2 separate regions of the Mus musculus genome follow, and region 2 is linked to region 1. The links are chromatin contacts, called in public promoter capture Hi-C maps. All regions are on one chromosome and are shown on one strand. Each heading gives the region's core, a stretch centred on a gene start, on an enhancer-like site or on the middle of the called end of the contact. The rest is flanking DNA. Distances are from core to core; before and after follow the strand shown.

Region 1 (6,387 bases), core at 2,261-4,760:
GGGTGGACCAGGTCAGGTTCTTACACATTGTCCGAGAATATTTACTTATCATGGTTGAGAATCAGAAATGAAGCATGCTACCAGTAGCAGTACCAGACTTTCTACTACCTAGTAGTAATATATGCAAATGTAGTTTGAATGACTCCAGACCATGCACAAACTAGCATCCCATCAAGAAACTAGAAGCCATTGCATGCTTACTATTGTGATCTTTACCTGTTGCCTTTGAAGGGTGTTTCCGCTTTCGAGTCCCTGAGTGGTGTGTATGGGTGTGAGAAACTGTAAGCTACTGAACACTGATACCTTTATACAGAGCTGGGGACTATTACTGGGAGGAGCTGTGATGCTGAAAGAAATTAAAGGGTATTTTGAGTCAGATTTTAATAATAGCATTCATACTCAATAAAATGCTCCATTTTCAAAGCATCTTCAGAATTGAAGTGATAATCATTGGTCCATTAAATCTGTGGGGGATTTTTAATTGAAAGGGAAATCCTTAATGGTATAATTGCTGCCTTTTTGTGATTCTATCCTTATTGTTGTAGCAGGGTCTCATATATCCCAGGCTAGCCTTGAACTTGGTGTATAGTGGAGGATGCTCTTGAGCTTCTGATACTTCTGCTCCCGCCTCCTGAGGGCTAGGATTACAGGTGTGCATGCAGTGCTGGAGACCAAACTCAGGCTTCATGAATGCTAGGCTCTGCCAACTGAGCTGTGGACTGGCCCCTTGTGACTATATTTTTAGAAAAATTAGTTACAAATGATAAATGTTAGTTAATCGTTCTGCCATACAGTATCAATGATGAGCTTTCATAAATTGGAAGAAAATTACAAATTAAACTAAAGGTTAGAAGCTGAATTACCATATGATTTGCAAATAACAGTTTTAGTGACAGACTAGTGTCTATAGAGACAGACTCTATAGCTGACTGCTGGATTTCTTTAAGCTCCCAAGAGGAAGACAGAATTGCCTGGCTTCTGGATTACCTTATATAGTAATTACTAGAAAACAAGAAAATATGGGTGCTTTCCTCAAATGTAAATGAGTGTGATGGTAACTGTTGGTTGTCAACTTGACTGTAACTGGAATGAACTGCAGTCTATGAGAGATTTTTTGCTTGGTTTGAAGTAGGTAAGTCCACTTTTGGTATGGACATCCATCTTTAATCTGGGCCAGTCCTTCTGCTGGAAGCCTGTATAAAGACATGGAGGAAAGAGGGTTTTGCTCTTTGCCTGCTTGCCCTTGCCTGGCTAGCATATCCATTCCTTCATTGGCCTTAGAGCCTACTATGTCTTTGGGACTCTAGCCTATACTGAAGACCATCTGAGACACCCAGCCTTGAGGCCTGAGCAATTACTGGATTTTTGGACTTTCTGTTCACAGCCAGCCATTGTTGCATTAGCTGGACTGCAGCCTATAAGTCATTCTAATAAATCCCCTTTGTGTGTGTGATTGTGTGTGTGTTTGTGTGTGTGTGTGGAGAGAGAGAGAGAGAGAGAGAGAGAGAGAGAGAGAGAGATTCTATAAATTCTCTTACTCTAGAGAACCCTAATAAAATGTTCCTACTTTGTCAGATAGTTCATTATGGTTTAGATATGAGTGTACCCATGGGATCATCTCTTGAATGTTGGTCTTTAGCTAATAGCAGTATTTTGAGAGGTTCTGGAAACTTTACAGAATGGAAGCTAATTGGGAGGTAGAGTCACTAAGTACATGTCTTTGAACTTTATATCTGGTCCACAATCCATTTTCCTCACTGTTTCCTGCCCACCCGGAGATGAACAAAGCGCTCCATATGTTCCCACTGCCGTGGTGTTTCTGCTTTGCTGGAGGCCTCAGTGCAGCGGAAACTCAGTGTAGCGAAGACTCAGTGCAGCAGAGAAAGCCAGTTGAAACTTGGAAATTGAGCTCAACCAAATCTTTCCAGCTTTAAATTGTTTTGTTTAGTATTTTTCTGATAATTGTGCAAATAGGCTTAACCCTAACTGCTAGTAACTCTGCCATATGGAGAGTCGGCATGTAACATTTCTTCAGTGACAGAATTCACCCAACACTCATTTTCCACCCTTTTATTTTTCTGATAAGTAGCGTTGGTTGTGGCCGTGTGTAGACAAGTGTGCCATGGGCACAGTGGTGAGTGGGACATAGTAATTGCCTTCACGAGGCTTGTAGTGTATCCATTGGAAACTTCCGACTGTTTCTCCCTCCTCCCACTTGTTCAGCACATGGGATGCTGCGTGTGGTGTTAATACAACCACTCCATTTTGATAAATACAGTGGAAAAGGAAAGTACCATTTGTCTTAAAAAATATGGCAGTTTTGCCATTTTTGCAGTGTTTAAGCAAGTTTTCTTCATTTCAGTGTGTCTCTAGATTTCTGTTAGATTCTTACCATTTGCCTTTATTACCTATTTTTCTTGTGTTTCTAGCTAGTTGCATAACTTAATTGGAAAGATGCTATCCTATAGTTCTAATTTAGAGATATTTTAATAAGCTCCTAGCTTCTCCACTTTTTTTTTTTTTGTAATTCATTAGTACATTTGATTTTTGCTACACGAAAAAAAAGCTGCTTTCCTTTAAGTTTTAGATATAAAATCAATCCTTTTCTAGGGGAAGGCCTTAGTGGGAGAACAAAAAGAAAGAAAATGAATTAGAGTACAGAGGCACAGGCAAGTGACACTGTGACTTCATCTGTGGGCTTGTTCACTTTCTTATTCTTATTAACTGTAGCATTGCATTTTATGAGCACATGTTATGTAGACTGATGTGTTGAGGTCAGAGGACAGCTTGCAGGAGTTGGTTCTGTTCTTCCATTGTAGCTCCATACAGACAGTGGAGTCACCTTGCTGGTCCTCACCATCAGTACCATTTCTCAGATACCCAGAGAGACAGGTAACACAAAACAAAGCGAAAAAGCAAGTGAAAAACTGGGTCACCTATCATTTGTGTTTTGAGTACTGACCCCGATGTCAGTGACCCGGAGTGAATTGTGGGCAGCTGCTCATCTGAAAAGTTGGTGGACTTTTGTATAAGCCTTGCAGGCAGAATTGCTTGGAGAATATATTGTTATTAATAATAATTATTACTATTTTGTAAAGTGTGAGGCGTGTGGAATGTTTGTGGGAATAGAATAATCTTTGCCCTGTCAGAACATGGTCTCTAAAACAAATTGTGTGAGAACTTTTAAAGAAATAAAGCCCAAATGTGTAAAGAATGATTTATACTTCTTCAGGAGGGCAGATTAAATTATTATAACTGGTAATGTCTTCCCAAAGTGTTTGTCTAAGAGTAGAACAACATCAGCTCACGGGGAGAAGGGCAAGCATGGAGAGGAGACATGGCCTTGTTAGCTCAGTTCAGCCCCTTGGAAAAGGCTTTCATTTGTATGCAGTCTAATTATACTGCAAAATAAAGGACTGAATCCATTAACAAGCCAGGGCCCTTTGTGTTGCCTGAATCCCTTTAGTTTCATGGCTGCATAGAAGCCTTATTCAGAGCATTCCTAGGCCTGCAGTATCTTTCCTGTCTGCGTGCCAGACCCTATTCATAGTGTTCTCACTTCAGGAAGTTCTCACAGTCATTTGGGGTGGTGTGGGGGGAGGGGCAAGATGGGGCGCTATGAGGATCTCTTTTCCCTTTTCTGTTTCCTGCTCTGTCCCTTAAAACAAAACCAAACTGCAGACAAAAAGCAAACTCAGGAAGGTAGCTCTAAAGGAGATTCTCAAATGACCCAGTGGATTGATAACTCCTGGAATATAACAGAAAATGTGTCTCCTTCTGGGCTCTATTCGTAAACACTCGGAGGTCAGATGAGAGTAGCAGGCATGGGAAGAATAGATGGCGATGTGCTCCAGAGGACTTATTTCTTCCAACTGCATGTACTTAAAGGACTGGCTTGTTTGTTTGTTTCCTTAGGTTGTGTTAGCAGTGAAGGTAGGGGAGGAGAAGCCAGGGACTCAGGCAAGCATCTTAAAGTCTGGATGAGAAGAAAAGGAGGTCAAAGATGGCGTCTTCCTCCTTGCAAAGTGTGACAGTAGATGTTATCCTAGGTCTGGTTTGGAATATGCCGTCTTTCAGCAGTGGGTGCAGAACTGTGCTCTGTGAAGTGGGGAGGAAGAGAATCATTTAGTTGTTTGAGAAGCTGCTGGCAGTGACTTCCCAGAGTTAATAAGTGATGCGTGTGTTCTGCATCCTCAAGACCAGTCTACCTAGCCATAGTTCTGGATGGTGATCCAGTGGAGCTTTGCTTTGCCTCCCTCCCTCCCTCCCTCCCTCCCTCCCTCCCTCCCTCCCTCCCTACCTCCCTCCCTCCCTCCCTCCCTCCCCTCCCTCCCTCCCTCCTCTCCTCCCTCCTTCCTTCCTCTCTTCCTCTTTCCCTCCCTCCTTCCCTCTTGTTGATTATGAACAGGTAGTCAACTTAGAATCTACTTTGAAATATAGTGTTTTCTCTAAATATCAGGGTAATTGGGTCAGTTTAAGTGTAAAGGTTTCTTATATTTTTTAAAAAAAGTGTGTGGGTGAGAGTGTGTGTTTATTTATATGCTCACGTGTTATCTGTGTGATGTGTGGAGGTGCCTGTGTGCCAGAGTGCACACGTGGAAGTCAGAGCATGACATTGGTCTTTGCCTTCTACCTTATTTGGGTAACTGTTTCTTTCTTGTTTCACTGTGGATAGACTATAAACTTCCTCAGACTCTCCTGGTTCTCCCCTCTGCCTGCTGTGGACTGCTGGTATATTAGTTACTTTCTTTTCTTAAGATTTTATTTGTGTGTATGGGTGCTTTGTCTGCATGTAGGTTTGTGCTCAGTGTGTGTGCCTGGTGTCCACAAAAGTCAGAAGTGTTTTGGACCCTGGATCTGGACCTAACTTCAGCTGTTAGTGGGTGAAATTGAACCCGGGTACTCTGGAAGAACAGCTGATGCTTTTGACCACTGAGCCATCTCTCCAGTCTCAGTTACTTTCCTATTGCTATGAGAACAGCCTGACTAGGGCAACATAAAAAATGAAGAGTTTATTTGTACATGTTCTCCATGTTATTATGGTGTGATATTTCCCTTCGAGATCATGTCCTGAGACAGAAATGGGCTGGGGACAAGATATAGCCCCCAAGGACCTACTCCTAGTGACCTACTTCCTTCAGGTAGGCCCTACCAACCAGAGTTTCCATAACATCCCAAAACCCTTTAGCAGGGGACCAGGTTCTTAACAGAGGAGTCTATGAGAGATACTGCATGTACCTTCATTTGGGTGCCCTAGCACGTAGTGGGACTTTAAGAGTCTCATGTGTCACGGTTCTCTTACAGCATCAATGACTGCAATTGCACACCGTAACCCAGGTTTTCAACTTCAATTGACCCTGCTAACGCATGCTGCGACTTGTACTGTGGTTGTTGACTTATCTTCTCACAAATTAGACTAATAGCAGTGTGGTTTATGGTTTTGGCTTTAAAAAGTTTAGGTTTTTTTTTTTTTTTTTTTTTTTTTTTGCTTGCAAGTTTAATTGGAAAACTTGGTAGATTTTAATGATTTCTTATGGAGAAGAAACCACAGTGCCTTTTGAACCTCAGGCTATTACTTTTTCTTCAGAACAACACTTTTGGAGGTGGCTTGGCTGGTTATTTCCTTGCTGTCACTTATTACAGATTCAGTAAAGACTGTGATTAAAGCATTTGTTACATGTGATTAGCTCTCTGCCTCCACCGCCTTGTCTACCACTGCAGCTGTCCTGAACTGCTGTTCTTCCATCTTGCCTTCTGCAGAGTGGGGAGTGTGCCCATTGTTCTTTGTCTTGGCGTCTGATCTCTTGGTTGTACTTGGGTTCTTGCTCAGCTGTTTCTGTCCTGCTGTGGAATCCCTTCAACCTTGTGGAACAGGCGTTCCCTGTCACCTATCTTGGCACGCTGGCAGACTGGATGGCTGTAAATGCTGGGGTGGAATAGTATGTGCACATGTCCACAGGTCTATTGTAGGAACCCTGTCTTCATGTCTGGTCACTCTGAAAGATATGGAGGATGGTGAGGTCGCACTTTAATTTTCTGAACTTCCTTACCTTAAATTAAAAAGACAAACAAACAAATAACCATAATGACATAAGTGTTATAAATGTGTTTGGGTGTCACCAAAGGCTTTTTGGTAAGAGGATGAATAGATGGCAGCTTGAACAGTGTTGAGAGGTGCAGTGCTTTGAGGAGTATGAATAGACTGAGAGGTGTTTAAGAAACTTAGCTTTGGATCCACAAAGGCAGGGCCTCCTGTCAGATGTATCAGGGTGGGGCTGATCAGCTGTTCTGTCAAAGGGTCATGGAAATCCTTGTTTGCCATTCATTTTGCTGTAAGGATAGCAATGGCATATGAGTGTACTCAATTCTCCGTATAAATGGGAAGAA
Region 2 (6,387 bases), core at 1,412-3,911, 120 kb after region 1:
ATGATTAACAAGTTTTATTCTGCTCCTACTTTTCCAAAGCATTGATGGGTAGGGGTGTTAGAACTAGATGAGCTGAAGTTGAGCATCCTTCCCAAAGCCGAGTGAACTCACAGAGGCTGTCTCCTTAGCCAGGGACATCATTTCCTAAAGCACTCAAGGTTGGACCAGAGCTGTTAGTGACTCATGCTAAGTCACAACCGTCTTCTCGTTTATGTGCAGAATTCTTTGTGCTATTTCAGCTGCTTCGACCAAGGCTTTCAGTCATTCTGCTTGAATTTGAGCATACTATGCACATAAAAAGGCTAGAGTTGACTTTTCTAAAATATAGAGGGTACTAAATGTCACATGAATGTTGCTGTGACCTTTCCTTGCCTAAGGAAGATGATTATCCACTGAGCAGCTGTCAACATGATGAGACTGATAATCCCATCACAGGGAAGGGGGTGATGGTTGGGAATCATGACAGATACAGGTTAGGCAAGGACAGGAATTCTGATGTAGAAATGTAGCTCAGCTAGACTTGGCAGAAAGAGTTAATGGCCCGAGAGTCCTAAGGGTAGGGAGAGACACAGTTTAAGAGTGTGTCACATTTTAGTGAATGTATGAAATTCTATTATTTCTAAATTTTTGATTTTCTTGTTAATATCTTAACCCCATAGTGTTTAGAAGAAAATATTTTGAGAACTAAATGTACTTTTCCCATTGTATATATTTACAAGACATTTGCAAAAGATGGCGATTTGAATAGATGGTTAGAATTCATATTTATATTAATATATTACAGGTTTTGTTCATTCTGACTCTAATCAGCCTTGTTACTTATTCATCTATTTATGTGTGTGTGTGTGTGTGTGTGTGTGTGTGTGTGTGTTAATGGAGATTCTAGAGATGTCAGATTCTCTGGATTTAGTTACAGGTGTCTGTGAGGTATCATGTGTGGGTGCAGAAACTGAACTTAGATCTCTTGCAGAAACATTGAAGGAAGGCTCTTTAACTCCCAAGCCATCTCTCCAGTTCTTTTTTTTTTTAATTGTCAATGCAGATTAGAAATCATGTTTTAGACTATAGTTATCTTGAACTGATCTAAAGGTCAAATCTATTTACATTGTTTGTATAATTGCTCAAGATGATGGGGATATGGACTAGGTATAGTAGTGATCTTGCTGAGCCTTTCTTGAGTTTTAAAAATGAGAATGGAAGGGACAGATGAGGTGGCTCAATGGTTAAGAGCGCTAGTTTCTCTTCCAGAGGACCTGGTTTCAATTTCCAGGTTCTACATGGAAGCTCACAACTGTTTGTAACTCCAGTCCTAAGGAACCCAGCACACACATGTGTGTAGACACACATTTCAGATAAAATATAAATAAAAGGTTAAAAACATTTTTTAAATGAGAAGGGTATATTGATATTAATCAGGTATGTATTAGGCGATCCACTTTAGAGATGAAGAAACTGATGGGTGGAGAGATGAAGTGACTTGTCGAAAGCCAGATGACTAGAAAAGTTTTCTTATACATACTGTTCTTGAGCAGCAGTGTTGTGGCTTATAGTTGGCTGGTGTAATGTATGTTACAGTAGCTTCTGCCAAAGGGAGATTTATGTTTCAAATGTGAGATCCTTGAGAAGTCCCTTCCATAACAAGGGTGGTAGGCATTTTCCACATAGGGTAGTTTCTTTTACTTTCTAGATTTTTCATAGCGTTGATTGATTGATTGATTGATTGATTGATTGTACCTTTCTTATGGACTTCTAAAGTTTGATTTGATGCTTCTCAGTTATTCACTGGGGAATCACTGTCCTTCAGTGTGACAAGGAATTTGGGGCTGGAGTGCACAGAGCCGTGATGTCAAGAATGAAGGTCCCACCAGATGGATGTCACCCTTTGTGTGGAATCTGTTTGCTTAGCAGATGGTCTCTGTTTCTCTCAAGGAGCATCCACAACCTGTTACTGTTTCTTTTCCACACCTAAGATTACATTTCTTCTAGGAACTGCTTTTCTGGGTTCTGGTTACAATACCATTTTCCTGAGAGTTAGGAGAATGTTCTTCCTTCTTCCCTTGTTTCCTGGTGAAATCTAACAGTGTCCAGGCCCTGGCCTGATTCATGTGGTTAATAGTGCAGGCTCTTGTTCACACCCTGGGCCCAGGCTGTGGCCTGAAGCTCAATTTACTTTAACCTTGAAGTTAAAGGCAGGGGTTGAGTCTCACTATATGGAGTTTGTTGGAAATTAAACTCAATATTCTATCTTCAGCTCTCCTCAGGGCCACACTTCCTTTCTATAACAATAACTTACAAATACTGGGAAAGGAAGCTGGGAAAGAACGCTGCTTGCCCTGAGATGCACCCGGGTGGCTTTCTTATTAATAGTTCCTGTGTATGTAGATTGTGGGAAGGATGTGAGTTTTAATAGCAGCTGTGTATGTGGAGCACAGCTTCTTGGTTGGATGTCCAGCTTTCCTTCTTTGGGAGCAGTGCTTTTCTCTTTTGGATGAGATGTGCCTTGGCTGGTCTATGCTGATGTACTCACTTCTTTTGTTTGGGGTCCAGGATATGGTCTGTTCCCAGGGGAAGCTTGTGGTAGCCTTTGTGGTCTCCTGGGTTGCTCCCTGCCCCATGGCTATTACATATTGGACTCGTGGTATTACTCTAGATGTTCCTGTTTGCACTGTGGTTCCCTTGAGACTGTGCTGGCTGATCTTATCCTGTTCCTGTGCCCACTTCCTCCTGCTTCCAGCAGTAACAACTTTTAGTCTAGAATGAGGAATGGAGCAAGGACAACTTGTCGTTTAATCATGTTCTCTTTGTCCAAAGGGAACAGTGTTAGACTTCTATTAAAATAAAACTTGTTCTCTTCTAAGTAGTCTCCAAGGGAACAGTGTGCTAGGTAGGCCGGAGGCAAGCTGGTGTAGGTGGCTGAAGGACTTGAGAGGTGGGCTGTAGACCCTCTTTTCTGCCCAGCATCGGAGGGTCATAGTGAGTACTCAGTGTGGTTGTTTCAGTGAACAAGGAAAAGCGTTCTGTCCCTACAAGCTCTAGATCTTCTTGGTTTACATCAGGAATTTGGCTGTCTTTGGGGTTTTCTTTTTTAATGGTGTAAATTCAAGGGAAGCTGAGAATGCTGAAGTGCCAACTCAGACCTTCTGTATCAGAGCCTTTGTAAACAGCATCTTTCTGCTTCATATGTACAGTGTAATTTATCTTGAATTCAAGTATGACCTCAGCAGAATGTTTTTTGTAAATTTACTTCTAATAAATATGCATAAATTTGGGAATTAGTGAATATAAACTATGAGTAATTCTATTTTGTAGCAGCAGCAATAAAAATAATAGCAGCATTTATTGATGGTTTTTCTGAGCTATGAAGGTAGGACTAGGTGCCATTTTAATACTGCTACATAGACATGAAGCCGAGTCTCAGAAGAGATCAATGATCTGTCTGTCTATCTCAGCGCAGAGGAGAGGCTGTGGTGCTTAGATGAGAATCTGTGCCGTCTGGGCCTAGAGCCACATTCCCAGGACTCTGCTCTGCCTCTTCTGGGTTAGGGGAAAGCTGGAATTCGGTAACAGTACAGTACATCAGGGTGATCAAGGATAAAGAGTAAAATCTTCCTTCCTTCATTTATTCTCTCTCTCTCTCTCTCTTTTTTTTTTTTTTTTTTTTTTTTTGCAAAGTAAAACTAAGTTAGGCAAAGGCTTAGAACTCTGATGTTACAACATCTGCTATCAGACAGAACCAAGATATTTGAAGTGGGCTAAATCTCTTCACTTTCATTATAAATGGGGCTTGTAATTCCTGAAGAACTGAGCTTACCCAGAGCACTTTGTTTCTGCAGCCTGCATCTGGGTTTGTAGCGCTGGGATCCTGGTCTTGGTAGGGATTATTTAACGAGGAGGGCAGTGGATATCTGGATAATCATTTAGATAGACTTTTTGTTTTGTGCGAAGCATCTACATGAGGCAAAGCACAATCAATGTGTAGTTATCTCACTGAAATCAGCACACACCACATCTGTCTTCCTGTCTAGTGCATGGTTGTGTATTTCCTTTAAACTCTTGTGTCAGTTTGTTCATAATCCTCTTACTTGTTTTTGTTTTGTATTGTTTTCTTGATTAAAACCACCTGTAGGAGAGACTAGTGACATCAGTAACCTAAAAGGTCATTGCGTTCTTCGGAGCCCTGTGCTAGGTTGCTTTAGGCCTGCTCTCGGGCAGTTTTTACAGTAGCAGGCTGTTTTGTGCCAAGTGTATATAGGCTTCATCTCTTTGTATTAGGACTTTCATGCTGTTCCTGAGTTCCCAAAAGGGAATGTCTCATTTCTATGTGTAAACAATTAATTCCATGTATTCTTTTCTTTTTTCTCCAGGTTGCATCACAGCGTATAAGCTCAGTAGACCTCTCCTGTTGTAGCCTTGAACATCTGCCTGCCAACCTCTTTTACAGCCAAGACCTTACTCATCTCAACTTAAAACAGAACTTCCTAAGGCAAACCCCCACCCTCCCAGCTGCCAGAGGACTTGGTGAACTGCAAAGGTGAGCCTGCACAAGCGCTAGAATCTCTTGGAAGGGACGGGGAAACCAGACCATTTGGGAATGGTATCTTCACTATTTTGACAGGGATAGTGTATATACATTTTTCTCTTCAGAAGGCAATATAACATGGCTTTGCTTTATAGTGAGAACAGTATCAGCTAGCATTCCAAAAATTTTCTCTAAGGTTTCTTGCCTTTAAAATTATGGCCTGTAGTTATCCATTGGGTAGATTTACATAAGAGCAGTTCTTTTAAAAGTGAACTTCATCCCCTACATTATCTGCAAAGAGACTGTGAAAATTTCATGGTATTTAGTGTGTTTCTTCTAAGCTCAAGGGTCTATTCAAAATAAATTACTTGATTTGAAATTTATGGATCAGTTTTTCCTCATGAAAACACTCATCTTTGAACCAAGACATAAGAACCAAGGTTTAAGGCCAAAACTCTATGGCATCTAGATGTCAGTATGTTGGACTTGAGTCATATGCATCAGCTCGGAGAATCTGCCTCATTATGTCTAGGAGTATCTCTCAAGAGGATCTGAGAGGTCGTCTTGTTCCTTCCTTTCCCACTTTGAGGCAGTGACCAAGCATGATTCTGGGGATATGCAGCCTTTTGTGACTCTGCATGTAGAGACTGTACTGAGGAAGAGGTAGTTATGTTCAAGGAGCAGAGAGTAGTTCATCCCTTAAGTGGCCAATGTGCTTAGAAAGCTATGCTGATCAGCCATTGGGATTCTATGTCTGATTTTTAATACCCAGAAAGAAGAATCCAACTACATCTTACTGTTAATAAGATAGTGTTTTTAACAGTTAACTTCAAAGTTAGAGTGTCTGTTTCTCAGTGTCATTGCAGCATTTCTGACTATTTGTGTGCAACCGTACTGTCATCTTAAATAGTAGTTTTCTGCAGATGTCCACTCACTCTGGCTCTTGTAATCTTTCCACCTTGTATTCTTTGATGAGCCTTGAGCCTCAGTGCAAGGACTGTGATGTAGATTACCCATTTATAGCTGACTGCTCTTTTTCTCTGCATGTTGACCAGAGTTGGTCTCTGTGTTAACATCATCCACTACAAAAAAAAACAAACAAAAAACTGCTGAGTTATCTTGTGTGTGTAGTGATAAGAACTTAGGGAGCAGTTAATTACTATGTCCATTTAGTACTATGTCCAATAGTACCCTTTTATTTATTTATTTATTTATTTATTTATTTATTTATTGACAACACAAGGGAATCATACGCCTGAAAGCAACCTGCGAACATGACTTTCCCAAAGCCAATATAGCCATGGCTTGTTTTGCTCTCATCTTCTCCAAGATCGCTGGCTAGCTTAATCATGTTGCTCTTATTTAAACTATACATTATAATCTTGTGAAATTTGTTTCTTCTGGGATGTCTAATGATTTCAAACTAAACTCCCAATGACTCAGGAATTCCAGGCAACTCCTAGGCCTACAAAACCAAAACCTCCTCCCACAATAGGTAAGATAGGCAGAGTCTTGTGGTTCCTCATCTACATGGGCATAATTATAGAAGGTGATTGATTGTCACGTTTTTGTACCCAGGAAAGACTTTTGGGACTATAGTTCTCCAGGAAATTGTGGCAGGAGAGTCAGAAACTGGGGAGAACGTTCTAGAAATTACCACATAAAAGGTAACAGCAACAGAAAGAGCTGAATCCACCTCCAGTCTCTCCCTGTGCTTCATTGAGCCTGGAGATATTCTGAAAAGTACACACACAGTCTTGAGAGAGTCAGGTACTGTGTTGACTCATAAAAAAAGTTCCTTCCTCTTGGAGGCAGGCCACAGAGGAGATAGGGCACCTCCTAGTCCTTCTGGCTCTCCCTGTCCTGTA

The links. Capture Hi-C pulls out chosen DNA fragments and counts their contacts.
Region 2: a promoter capture Hi-C map of adipose tissue shows a contact between it and region 1. The contact joins two enhancer-like sites. A contact is called at or near these places in 2 of 484 Hi-C or Micro-C datasets (embryonic fibroblasts and uterus), 2 of 115 datasets of contacts at active chromatin or transcription factors (microglia and thymic regulatory T cells) and 2 of 9 other capture datasets (adipose tissue and liver).

What each region holds. Positions count from the first base shown.
Region 1 is chr1:106,196,376-106,202,762 of GRCm38.p6, forward strand. The region is part of intron 1 of Phlpp1 (PH domain and leucine rich repeat protein phosphatase 1); the gene reads left to right. Among named protein-coding and RNA genes, the nearest start is that of Phlpp1, 28 kb to the left of the region's middle. Within about 2 kb of position 3,511, at least 95 of the 459 cell types and tissues checked have an H3K27ac peak or open chromatin away from gene starts, as enhancers often do. A contact at or near this core is called in adipose tissue and liver, where this site is marked.
Region 2 is chr1:106,314,485-106,320,871 of GRCm38.p6, forward strand. It overlaps Phlpp1 (PH domain and leucine rich repeat protein phosphatase 1), which reads left to right. Exons shown (of 17, transcript NM_133821.3): 4 at 4,365-4,531. Among named protein-coding and RNA genes, the nearest start is that of Phlpp1, 150 kb to the left of the region's middle. Within about 2 kb of position 2,662, at least 102 of the 459 cell types and tissues checked have an H3K27ac peak or open chromatin away from gene starts, as enhancers often do. A contact at or near this core is called in adipose tissue and liver, where this site is marked.